Linked DNA regions of Arachis hypogaea: region 2 is linked to region 1. A link is a contact called in public Hi-C data. All regions are on one chromosome and are shown on one strand. Each heading gives the region's core, a stretch centred on a gene start, on an enhancer-like site or on the middle of the called end of the contact. The rest is flanking DNA. Distances are from core to core; before and after follow the strand shown.

Region 1 (7,149 bases), core at 976-3,475:
CAAATGAATTTACCCCGGCTTGTAGGAAGCTAGACTCATTTCTAAGTCCAACCATTTCCGCAATTTGATGCGAGTAGTCTTCGACGCCATCAAACATGAGAGAAGCCGAGCGAAAGGAAATTTGCTCTTCATCAAGCATCATCATCCTGCATCCACAAATGAAAATTTCAGTACCTCAAAGATAGCATCATTACCATAGTGATTAGAAAAGATTCACATCAATCACCTCTTTGTCAAGCTCCCAGAAGAAAGAACCTCCTGTGCAGTGATTTTCACATTAGCTACCCATATAACATCTCTTCCAGTAGGCCACCTAAGCGGAATCTTATAATTCACCGGCGTAAGCACCAAACAATTTTGCCTGAGCTCGCGGCCACATTGCCGATCAAGCTCATTGCCATCAGAATTTCCCAAAGCCAAGTTCTCAGAAACATTAAAGCAAGGAACATAGTTCTCAAACTCCTGAGAACAAAATTCCAATTCCTTTAACTTAGCAGGACCGCGAGTAAACTCACCAATATCCAACAAATCCGAAACAAGCCTCTCTTGGAGCCTCCTGTAACCATGGTAAACATGACCCCTCGACGAGGAAGAAATCGACAATGTCCACCAAAAGGATCCAGTAAGTGCAAGAACAACTATGAGCAGCAAACTGAACTTCAAGAAATGCAACAAGTTAAGCCGACTTCTTGGGGACCCAACAATGAATGGATCAGAAGCAAAACCATTGTCTGTGATGTTGCCATATTTTGAAGGTGAATTGTTACTATTATTATTATCTGCAAAGAGCAGCCTCAAAGGGAATCTAAGCGATAAAGAAGAAGGGCTTTGATCTGAGGGAGCCTTTTTATCCAAATCTTCTTTTTCTGTTTTCTCTTTGGATTGGGAATCAGGGATCTGAATCCCAGAAACACCTCTCTGAAGAGGTCTTGACATTGATTCAATGACCAAACCCAAAAACAGTTGCAAAAAGAAGCCTCAACTACTTAAATAAATGCTATATGGTTAGAACAATATATGGATGGATACACCAAGAAACCAATGGAAGTGTGTTATTTCAGCACCATTCACCACTGCCACTAGCGCAAACGCAAACCTGAAACTAAAATTAATTAATTAATAAATAAATTAGAGAAACCGTGTGAATCTTGAAGTTGTTCAATCAGAACAGAGTAAGAGTACTTTCAAAGCAAATTCAGAATATTTTGAAATAAATAATTGTTTTATACAATTATTATTTTTTTAGTTTCACGTAAGAGAATTAAAAACAAGGGAGTGAGGACAAGGAAGAGCATTAATTAAATCACCGCACTAGATCCCATCACGGACCACCAGTGCTGAAATGGATATGTACCAACAATCATAAAAACCAACCCGTAAAAAACGTTGAAAATTAAATAAAAATAATAATAATAATAATAACTTGACTACTTGAGTTGTAATCAAAAGGTAAAGTTTTGGTACTATGAGTTGGTAGATATTAACAGAACAATGATAGAAAATACTTTTGCAGTTGAAGCTAGCAAAGGTAGTTCAACTTCAAAAGTAGTAACTGAATTTCAAACTCCTTTCATTTGACAAAAGAAGAGCGAATTCAGCTTCAGTACGATCTAACAGAAAGAGAAAAACGCAAAACCAATTTGGTGTGAGATCAGATCAAATGAGAAACAGAAGAAATGAAAGGAGAAGTGAGTGAGCACAACCACTACCTCGTTGAGAGAAAGAGAATGAGGATGCGTGTGAATTTTGTGGTGCTTGTTGTTGGGTTGCTTGTGGTACAAATTTACAAAAACGAAGACACACAGCTCATGATGTTCCCTGCTCTCTCCTCTGGCTCGGTGTCTATTATGGCTTTGGGTTTTGGGTTCACTCTGTAGGATCAGTGATTGGTATTTCTTACTTTCCTCTCTGTGTTTTTACTGTGTGTCTCTACGCACACGCTTTAATATGTGGAGTGATTACGGTGCTTAGGAAATTAAAGGGAGAGTAAAGGGAAAACTGACAGATACTGAGACAGTGTGTCAATGAGCATGAATCAGATTTTGTACTGATTCGATCGGCCACCCTGACAGAGGCTGCTTTTTCGGCTTAATATATTGTAGGAACAAGGAAGGGCTTCTTTCTTATTTAAATAATTTTTTTTATTTTTTATTTTTGTGGAGATTTTTTTATTTAAATTAATAAAATATAACATTTATGGAAACAATTAATCTCAAAATCTAATTCATTTAACCTATCAAATCCAACCAAGTAGTTTTAACTTAATTAACCTCCACGCGTTATTATTTCAAAGGTGACAAGGAATAAATCTAGTTGTGCCCTCTAAGCACTACGAAACCATGACCTTCGATGAGGTCTCTACCATAGCCCACCAAATCGAGGCCTCCACTAAAGCTTACTACAAAACTATGGTTGCTCTCTCTCTCTCTCTCTCTCTCTTAATTTTATTAAGCTCAAAATCATTGTCTTTAGCACCATCGTATTCTTCTTTCCAAGGTCAAAGACGGGGATAATGTCGTTGCTGATGTCAATGTCATCGAAGAGGATCGAGATGGAGGTAGGATCATAGGAGAATGAGATGTGTTCGTTAGGATTTGTGGCGGTTATGCTAATCGCAAATGTTGAGCTGAGTGTGGAAGAAGCAGTAAGGTTGAGGTACGAGAGTGTGAGGGACGTGACAGTGAAGTTAGGGCAATGGGTTGGTTCCTGAAGCTTCAATTGTAGACCTAGAATTGTTATTGTAATTTAAATTGTGGTGATTGTGGCAAAATACAGTTATATGGGAGAGGTGAGAGTAAAGGAGTAGATCTGGTGGGATAATAAATTTTGCATTGGAGGTGGTGGTGGTTGTGGAATAAGTTACGACCTCAATAAAGGAATTCAACAATGAATAATTTCAGCAACAAGAAATAGATCAAATTAATAATCCAACACTTAGCACCAAAAGAGAAAATTAAACTAACTAATTAACTACTAACAAACTCACAACTAACTAAAGAAGATTACGGTGAATGGTGGTGGTGGATGATGATTGAATGAGGGAAGAAGAGAGAAGAAGAGAAAAGAAGAAAAGAAATGGAGAGAAGAGAAGAAAAGAAGTGTGTGAAATAGGGGTGCCCACGCATATGCGTGGGATGGAAGAATGGAATGCAACGCGTGTGTGTCTGGCACGTGTAGGCATGAGAAGAGAAAATAGGGTGCGACGTGTACGCGTGGGAAGAAATTGTGCTAGACGCACGGTTCCCGCGCACTACGTCCATGACTCACTGCCTGGACCGCACGATGGCACAGTGCTCACACGATCCTAGCGCGCTCAAAATATAGGGTCACGCGTACACGTGGGTCACGCGCACGCATGACAAGGTTCTCTGTTTTTCAAAATTTTTCAAGTTCTAGCACCAAACCAAGTATTCCAAACACCCAAACAGCCATCTAAACACCACCAGACCTTATTCAAGATACTAGACTGTCAAATAAACTCAACCAATCAAACTAAACATGAAATTAAACTTATTTACCAATATATACAACAGAGAAAAGTGAAAAGATGTTACCATGGTGGGGTGTCTCTCACCTAGCACTTTTATTTTAAGTCCTTAAGTTGGACCATTGATGGGGTGTTTGTCAAGGTGGCTTGTGCTTGTATTCATCCTTGAATCTCCACCAATGCTTGCATATCCATTGTCCTCCGGGATCCCAAACTAGGCGCATAAAGTCTTCAAGCGAATTGAAATAAGTGACAAGGCCCCAAAGTTGATGGTGGTAGATGTGTATCCCAGGGTCCCAAACCTTGTTTGTTAACACCTTTTCTTCTTGATCTTCATGCTTCCATTCGGGTGACAAGGTTTGTGAATTCTCATTTATGTACCCAAACCTCTTCCTAGATCCATTCAATTGAGAACTATATCAACCCTTGCACTTAGACCTTAAACTTCCAACCATAATGAACCTTGATTTACAATCCCAACCACTAATCATCTCTCTTCTACTCTTCAATCCACAAATATTTCTAAGTTGACCATCCGTCTCAAGAAATTATATTCAGGTGGGACAATGAAGCTTAGGGATATGAAATTTATCCACTTGAATGATGTAATAAATGGTGATGGCTTAGGGGCAGATGCCTCCAATGGTCTTGCAAGTTCCACTCCCTTTGACTCTTCCTTGGTAACTTTCACCTCTTGATAAGTCCTTCTACTTTCCTCCTCTTGCTTGAATACTTCTTCCACTCCTTCCTCATTGCTTGCCAAGGAACTTGGAGGTTGTTCACATTCTTCTTTGACTTCTATCTCATGTCCAATGGGAGAGGATTCAATTATAGATAAAAATTCATTAATGATTGAATCCATTTCTTGATCAACCTCTCTAAATTATTCAACCATGATATGCTTTGGAGGTTGTACACTAGCCTCCTCAACATCAATATCAAGCTTCTTAGAGGGAGGCTCTATGACTTGAGATTCCCATGAACTTTCAACATCTCCTAAGTCTTCAACCACTTCTTCCTCTTCAACAATTATGGCTTCCTCCAATTGTTCCAATACAAAATTCCACTCCTTATTCTCCACCGAAGTTTCTAATCCCTCCATCATGCTACGTTCTTCATTCAATTCTCCACATGTGACCATGGGAGTGCCTTGAGTATCCAAGCGTTGGGAGGCTAAATTATTTGCTATGTCGGTCAAGGTAGCCATGAGTTCTAGTGTCTTCCTTTGAGCTTCACATTGCTCTTGAAGTAATGAAGTGAGAGAATCGTCCATTAGGACTTGGAGTGGATAGGAGGATTCATTATTTAGGAGAAAGGGTTCATAATAGGAAGGTGGTTCATCTTGGTAAGGACATGGAGATGGTGTATATTGAGGTGGTTCTTGGGAGTAATTGGGTTGGAATTATTGTAGTTCTATGTATGGTTCATAAGACTCATAAGGTGGTTGGTATGGTAGATATGGGTTAGGATTATATGGAGGTGTTTGTTGATATGGGGCTTGTGAGTATGGTGGTTGAAGGCTATATTGAGGAGGGGGTTCATAGGCATATGGTGGTGGTTGTTGATAATCATAAGGAGGTCCACCATAACCATTGGATTGGTGTACATCATGGAATGTCTCTTGCTCATAATACATTGGAGGGGGTTGTTGCCAAGAGGGTTGATCATAAGCTTGAGGCTCCTCCCACCTTTGATTGTTCCATGCTTGATTCAAGCCTTCATTGTAGTTCTCATCTCCTACAATATAGTTGTAACCACACTCATAGCCAAAAGGGTGAGAATTCATAGTAGCAATAAAAAATAAAAACAAATGCTAATAAGAAATAATGAAAAGCAAAGTCCTACAACTAGCAAAACTAGCAAACAAACCAAAAATCAAGCTATTCACAATATTCACATATGAACAATAACCAATAACAAGCACACATTACAATTCTCCGGCTACGGCGCCAAAAACTTGATGTAGGATAAACGTCGGTCTAGAAATTTTCACAAAAATAATTTCGTCGAAGTATAGTTTCAAACCAACAAATAACCCTCAATCAAAGCTTAATTTGTTTGTCACTTAAGTCAAACCCAATAAAAATCGAGAGTATTTAAATCACGGTCGTCTCTCAAGACATTGTAGGGAAGTGTGCATATTATTAGTTATGGGAAAGTATTTTTGGGGTTTGGAATGATAGACAAGAAATGTAAATAATAAGAAAATAAAGCTAACAACTAAGAAAAGTCTTGGCAAGAGGTAAGAATTGGAATTCATATCCTCATTATCATCCTCAATTGTGATGGTAAATGTAAATTGCCTTCACTTAGTTAACCTCTAACAAATAAAGGAAAGTCAAGTGCATACAATCAACTTGAGTTCACAAGTCCTAGTCAACACATAGTGAAAGACTAGATTTAGTAAAGTTTAAGCTAACCGGCAATCTTCAATTACCAATCAACAAGAGATTTTGATAATTCAAGAGTCTCCAAATTACCAACCCAAACTAAGAGCACAAAAATCTACTCTAAAACACAACCAAGTATTTTATCAAACACTTGGTAGGCATAAAAGGAAAGCATAATAAAATTGCAATAATAATAAAATCCAAACTACTAATTGCAAGAAAACAATAATAACAACTCAAATAAACATCAATAACATAAAAACATCAAAATTGTATTAAATGAAAATCAAAAGTAACAAGAGTGCATGAACATAAAGGAAACAAAATAAAGGAAACCACAAGTAAAACTAAAGGAACAAAGATGCAAGAACAATAAGTTACAAGGAAAAGTAAATGAAAACAAGAATTAAACCTAATCTAAGGGAAATATAACCTAATTCTACCCTAATTCTAGAGAGAAAAAAGAGCTTCTCTCTCTAGAATATAACCTAAAGCATATTACTAATCTACTCTAATTGCTCTCCCCTTGTTCCCTTTTGAATTCTGCATCAAATAGCTCCAGAAATGAGTTGGATTGGGCTTCTGCAGCCCCAAAAATCGCCCCCAACATGTTTCATTAATGAGGTCACATGCTGCTTGTCACGCATACGCGTGGGTCATACGTACGCATCGCTTGACAAATTTTGGTCACGCATACGCCTCGCATGGCAGATTTTTAAATCCTCATTTCTTCATCAATTCTCCACTTTGCATGCTTTTTTTTCTTCATTCCTTCAATCCAATCTTTGCCTTCTAAACCTGAAATCACTCAACAAACATATCAAGGCATCGAATGGAATTAAAGTGAATTAAATTTAGCAAATTAAAGGCCTAAAAAGCATGCTTTCACTCTTAAGCATAAATTAGGGAGAATTTACAAAGCCATGCTATTTTATTGAATAAATGTAAGAAAAGTTGATAAAATCCACCAAATTCAATACAAGATAAACCATAAAATTATGGTTTATCATCCATATAGCGGGTTTCTTATCCAACACCTCAGCAAAAGAAATATTAACTTGTAACTTCTTGAGGACTGCCAAGAATTAAGTAATTTCACTACTACATTTTAGACCTTTAGTAACATTTACTTCTTAACATTTGTTAAAATATTAGTAATTCTCATCAAATTAAATTAGGTAATATTTAAACTCAAATGTTAGTAAATACGTCTAATTTTTTAAAAAACTTCAAAAAAATGTTACCTATTCTCAATGAGCTAACCACACGTGT
Region 2 (6,663 bases), core at 375-2,874, 210 kb after region 1:
ATTTTTTATATTATATTGTATTGGAAATGAAAGTTTTGATTTTTTTGAATATAATAATTAATAATTCTTCATTCTTAGTTAGTAATAATTAAGGTGTATTATTATTATTATTATAGATGCATGAAATCAAAATCGAATAAGGAATACTAATAATAATTAAATTTAGTGTAATTTAGGTAATGAATTATGTTAGTAACACTAAACTTCAAATATGAATTTAATAAATTATTTATGATCATTAATAAATTTGGTGTTATAAAATATATATGTATAATAATATTAGAAGTGTTTAATATTTTTTAAAATTACTCTGGTTATATAAATAGAAAATAATGAATAATAATTATTATTATAAAATAAATAGCTCGAACTCAATATATACAGTTTGACTAATAATATTTGGGAGCGAATTTTAACTTGTTACATTGAAAATATTTTTTGCATGTTTGCTTCATTAGTTACATATTGGGTTTAAAATTGAATGAACTCACCAAACATAGATATATGATATCTGTACAAAATAAATGACACTCTCCTAGATATTTGAGAATCCATCTTCTCACAAATCACACATTTTAGTTCTTCAAATGACAGTGTGAATGGAATAACAATATCTGGTGAATTTTCACATACAAATTTCACTTCTTCATATGTTTGTAATAAAATCTATCCATGATAATATACTTTTAACATAATAAATTTATTACAAACATATGAAGAAGTGAAATTTGTATGTGAAAATTTACCAGATATTGTTATTCCATTCACACTGTCATTTGAAGAACTAAAATGTGTGATTTGTGAGAAGATGGATTCTCAAATATCTAGGAGAGTGTCATTTATTTTGTACAGGTATCATATATGTGTTTGATGAGTTCATTTAATTTTAAACCCAATATGTAACTAATGAAGCAAACATGCAAAAAATATTTTCAATGTAACAAATTAAAATTCGCTCCCAAATATTATTAGTCAAACTGTATATATTGAGTTCGAGCTATTTATTTTATAATAATAATTATTATTCATTATTTTCTATTTATATAACCAGAGTAATTTTAAAAAGTATTAAACACTTCTAATATTATTATACATATATATTTTATAACACCAAATTTATTAATGATCATAAATAATTTATTAAATTCATATTTGAAGTTTAGTGTTACTAACATAATTCATTACCTAAATTACACTAAATTTAATTATTATTAGTATTCCTTATTCGATTTTGATTTCATGCATCTATAATAATAATAATACACCTTAATTATTACTAACTAAGAATGAAGAATTATTAATTATTATATTCAAAAAAATCAAAACTTTCACTTCCAGTACAATATAATATAAAAAATTATATATTAATCAAATATCTAACCAACAACACACAACAACAAATCGTTAATTCTTAATTAAATATTTCAATAATATATTTATAATACAATTAATTCAATAATTATTCAAAGTATATGTTTAATATAATAAATTATTGGTCATTTTTTTTATGTTAAAAGTATATGTTTAATATAATAAATATAAATTGTGACCGACAGAGAGAGATAGAGAGGGGAGGCTAGTTATTGTTGTGGTCTCCATCTTTTGCACCAAGTCATATGATTGATATGTTGTTGTACGTCATAATCATATAAGTAACTCAGTGGGTTACATTAAATTATTGCTCATCCAGGAAAAGGAATATGAAATAGACAAGTTATTGATGAAAATATTTTTTATTTATAATAATGACAAACGTAGTTTCAAAATAAGAGAAATATTAGGGTAATGAATGGATTAATACACTAAATGCAGGTTAATCAACGTGCATAGAAAACCATGTTCGCCTCAATTGTTTTCTCACATGGTCTCTGCAGTGTACTTTTCTAAACGGTAATCGTTTATTAGTTGTATTATATATGGTCCTTGCGATTTGAATGAAAGGACCCCAGCTAGCAACTTGCCCAAACATAAGACAAAACTAAATGTTTTGGTAATAGAGTTACATTTTCCCCTTAAATAAAATTTCAAATCATAGTTATATATCAGAACCAAATTGATAATCAAATCGATCAGATTATTGAGTTACTGAATTACTGGTTTAACTTATAAATTATAGGTTGAATTGGTTAATCCGATCATAATTAAATAATTATATAAATTTAAATTAAATTTTTTTATTTTTATAATAAATAATTTTTAGTTTTATTTTGTATTCAATTAATTATTATTTTTAAATTTTAATAATTCATCAGTTAATTTATATTTATTATATTCTTTAAGTATTTATAAAAAAATAAAAATAACAATCACAGAAATAAAAAATATATTATAACTAATAAAATATTTTTTTAAATTTGTAAATATAATTTAATTTTATTTATGTAATACATTTAATAAAAAAAATTATGTATAAAAAATAATTTTTTTTAATTTAACCAGGTTTGACCAAATCAAGTTAAATCGGATTTGATTGGGTTGGGTTAAACTGAGTTTGGTTAGGTTTTATCTGTTTGACTAATTTTGACCAGATTAATTGTTTAACTAGTTTAAATGATGATCCAATATTAATTGGTGACCGGATGATGCGTGCGCATCTTTAGTATTTTTCCTTCTTAATTTCAAGTGAATTATTAAGAATTTCTGTTAAATAATCAATGAATTTAAGGTTAGAATGAATATTATTTTGATTAGTTGAATTGATTGATTACAGAAAATTTTAGAAAAAAAATAGAAGAAACAGAATAAAAAGCATGCAAACAGAAAGTTTCCTGGAATAGAAAAATCATGGAAACATAAGCTCCTTGGAACAGCCAGCTCTGGAAAGCAAAAAGGGATCTTTGGTATTGTACGTAAACAAGTGGACGCACTACGTGGAAGAAAGTAAAAGGAAGTGTGTGTATGCATGCACCTGTGCGTACGCACAAAAAGAAAATATTAAAAAATTTACGTAGTACGTAGAAACTTTCACGTACTACGCAGGAGATGCGTACGCACAACATAGAAGAGTTTGGCAAAGTGTTCGTACGCACACACTTATACGTACGCACAGGTTGGATTTCAAGTAATACGTAGAGTTTCTCACGCACTACGTTAGGGAAAGCAGCTTAAGAAAATTGGCTCACGTACAACGCAGCTACTTCACGTTGTACGTGAGCCCATAAATGACAGTCCAGGATCACTCTACTTAAGTCATGTATAGTGTGGATTGAGCCACGTACTACTTGGGCCTTACTGTCTATTCCAGAAGCAACTTTAAGGCTTTTTGTTCTTAAAAATTTCAAGTCTGGAGGATTGTTCACAATTAATGCTAACAGTTATTAAAGATCACAAGCAATCAAAGAAGATATCTTCTCGGTAGAAAATAATTAAGAAAAGATTTGATTCTGTTTAGTTTTAATTTGTTTTTAAAATTTGAATTTGGAGTTCAGTTATCTTTTAGGTTAGTATTTTGGGAAGGGGTAATGTTAGATAGACAAAAAAAACAGCCAGAATTTGCCTTATTTAGCATTAATTAATTATCGCAACAATTAATGAATGCTAAATAAGACAAGTTATGGCTGTTTTTGACTGATTTTCTTTGGTTACCAAACATTTCTATTCGGGAAGAGGGTTCTGACCTCTTCGGCATTTCGTCACTTTACAATTTTAATTTCTTAAGGATTTCAATAACAAGCATGAGTTTCTAATTCTCCTAGGGTAATGTTAAGAGCTCTGTTGGTTTTATGAATTAATGCTATAACTTTTCTATTTCTAATTTATGCAATCGATTCATCTTTAAGAAACGGTTTTCATTCTTCATCTCAAAGGGTTTGAATGTGTTGGAAAACAATTCTTCTCTAACTTGAATTTTCTTAATCTCTTGAAAAATTGATTATTTAAATTAAGCTTGAAAACCAATTCTCATAATTCGTAAGTTTTGAAACTGGATTGATAAGTGACATAGAATCAACTAGGTTAAACTCTTATGAACTGTGTGGTTTTATAAATCAGAAACGTTCTTCAACTCTTTTCTTGATTAATTAACTAAGGGATTAGCGTTTAGTTAGCTTAAAAAAATTAAATCACCAAGAAATTGGGGTTTAATTACTAATGATTTGCCATAAAAAAATCGTTGCATGATTAGAATAAAAAGTGAAAAGTATTGATTTAGACGACTAACATTTCTGAAATCTTAACTCTCTCAATCGTATAATTTTCTCAACTCACTATCTGCCTTGTTTTTGTTTCGTTACTTGCTGTTTATGTTTCAAAGTTTCTAAAATCCTAAATTTGCTAGTATGACTAGATTAGTCAATTGATTTTGTTTGCTTGATCTGTTAATCTTTGTGGGATCGACCCTCACTCACTTGGGATTACTACTTAATTCAACCTGGTGCACTTACCGATATTTTGTGGATTGTAAAATCTGCCATCACCAGGTGACTGAATCTACAATCTGACAGACTGGGTCGAACCGAGTTTGATAATTATGTTTCAAATGATTTTTTCGAACAAAAAAAATTCTTATTATTAAAAGAGAAATATTAGAGAATTAACTTTTTTAAAGAATGTTAGCCAATACTTAAGATTTATAAAATATTTAGAGTTGATTAAGTGTTAACTAAAAATAATAAATTTTATTTGTCATATAATATTATTTTAAAAAAATTCCAATAATATTATAATTAATAAGTATGATAAAAATGACTAATAATAATATGACACTATAAATTTTCAGAGAATTAAAAGAAAAAGAAAGAAAACGGAAAAGTAAAAATTATAAAGAGGAAGATCGTGAGAGAGAAATTCATAAGTTTAAGGATGTTTATGAGGATAATATTGGTATAAGTACAAAAACTGACTCATAACTTGAAATAATAGAAATCATTTATTATAAATTACAAAGTAATGCATGTATAACTATTATACATTGGAAAAGTTTTTTTTTTGGTCAAGATACATTGGAAAAGTTTATAGTTGTCATATGAGGGTAGTTGGATTTGGAGGTTATGTTTCTGTCCAATTGGATCTGCGTAAATATTGATCCACTTATATCCATTTACACGTTCTTTGTTAACGTGATCCATTTACACTAATATTGCAGTTGAATCCAAACTTTGATGGGCTTTTTTTTTAATTTCTAATGTGAGGTTTGGACAGACCAACAAAGTTTTTAATTTATGGGATGTTTATGGGCTTCCCACGCGAAGGTTTCCATGCATATGTGCCCGAACCACTCCTAAAGCATCTTAGTGTTTCTCTCATGTCAAAAATATATCAGTAGTGTTTTCATTTCACAATAATGCATCTCAAAATCCTAAATCCACGGTCTCAAATTCAAAATTTTAAATTCTAAATTTTAATGCTAAATCTAAATAATTGATATAAAATATAACAAATGATCGAAGAGCTAAGATTTGTTTAATGATAAACCCTATGAGATTTTTATACATAAAATGCGATGTAAATTTCAATGCTAGAGAAAAAAAAAGAGTTTTGAGAAAACTCAAATTTGTGAGATTCAAATCTATTGTCTGATCTAATAAACTTATTTATCAAACTGAGATTTTTCATATTGAACAAAATTTTGAAGATACGATGCTTTTTCTCACTATATTTTCATTTAAAACATACATATTTTTTGGTATTACCTACAATCATAAAAAAATACTTGTGTGCTGCAATAGATGTAGAAAATATTACTATAAAAAAAACGTTGAATACTGTCGGATATATTGTTAGAATTACTGTCGTAGAGTAGTGGTGGATTTACCGTCGGAAAGAAAGATAAATTCGTCGTCATAAAAAGTTACCGTCGCAATGGATTTTCTGTCGTAAAAACTGACTGTAATTGTTGGCGCGAAAGTCAGAGCAACCGTGCGAAAGAAATTTCAGTTTTAAATATCAAACTTTACGCATTCATAACTTCCTTTACAAAACCTCATTTTCATCAAACTTTATGTCATTTTAAAGATCTTGAAATCATCTTAATTTAAGAAAAAAACCAATCATTTTGAAAACTGAGGCTCAAGTTATGATCTGTCGAAGTTCAACAAGTACATGTTTTTACCAAAAGTGACAACTCTCTAGTTTTTCCAAAACTTCTAAAACCAAACCAAACCAACACACACCCAAAACAACCCAAACGTCACACTAAGCATTTCTCAACCCTTCCTCATTCATTCACTATCAAACTACTCAATTTCACCGTTTTCCTTAGATTTTCCAGCAACAATCATCAAATCTCAATTCAATCATTAATCAACACCCATAATCATTAATCACAATTCTCACCAATCCGTTTCTAACATCACAAGCACTATCTTCACAACATTACATCATTATACTCATCAATATCCATCATCACACATAATAATCATCAACACTCATCATCATCATAATCATATATTACACATTCTAACATTCCATATACTCCTCCTCATCATACAACATAAATTCATATATAATTAATCATACACTAACATCATTCAATCCTATCTTATGGTCCACAAGCCTAAGTTTAACGAAACATTACATATTACATAAAGAAAACTGAAACCATACTTTGGCCGATTTTCAATATGCACCAAACACCAAAACAAAGCCATCATGCTCGATCCATGGTGCACGAAATTGTGATCATCAATGGCACCATCAACATGGTACGGTCAATTGTAATCTCAA

What was found. A called contact is a pair of places that touch in the nucleus more often than the background predicts.
Region 2: a contact with region 1 is called in a Hi-C map of an unstated tissue, with 4 times the contacts expected there. The contact joins the enhancer-like site here to the promoter of LOC112764136 in region 1. A contact is called at or near these places in 3 of 8 Hi-C or Micro-C datasets (leaf and an unstated tissue).

Annotation. Positions count from the first base shown.
Region 1 is chr17:74,220,830-74,227,978 of arahy.Tifrunner.gnm2.J5K5, forward strand. It overlaps LOC112764136 (probable pectin methyltransferase QUA2), which reads right to left and starts at 2,226. Exons shown (of 9, transcript XM_025809672.3): 1 at 1,710-2,226; 2 at 227-1,102; 3 at 14-146. The coding sequence starts at 936.
Region 2 is chr17:74,430,962-74,437,624 of arahy.Tifrunner.gnm2.J5K5, forward strand. No RefSeq gene overlaps it. Among protein-coding and RNA genes, the nearest start is that of LOC112767760, 9.7 kb to the right of the region's middle. Within about 2 kb of position 1,625, at least 2 of the 3 cell types and tissues checked have open chromatin away from gene starts, as enhancers often do.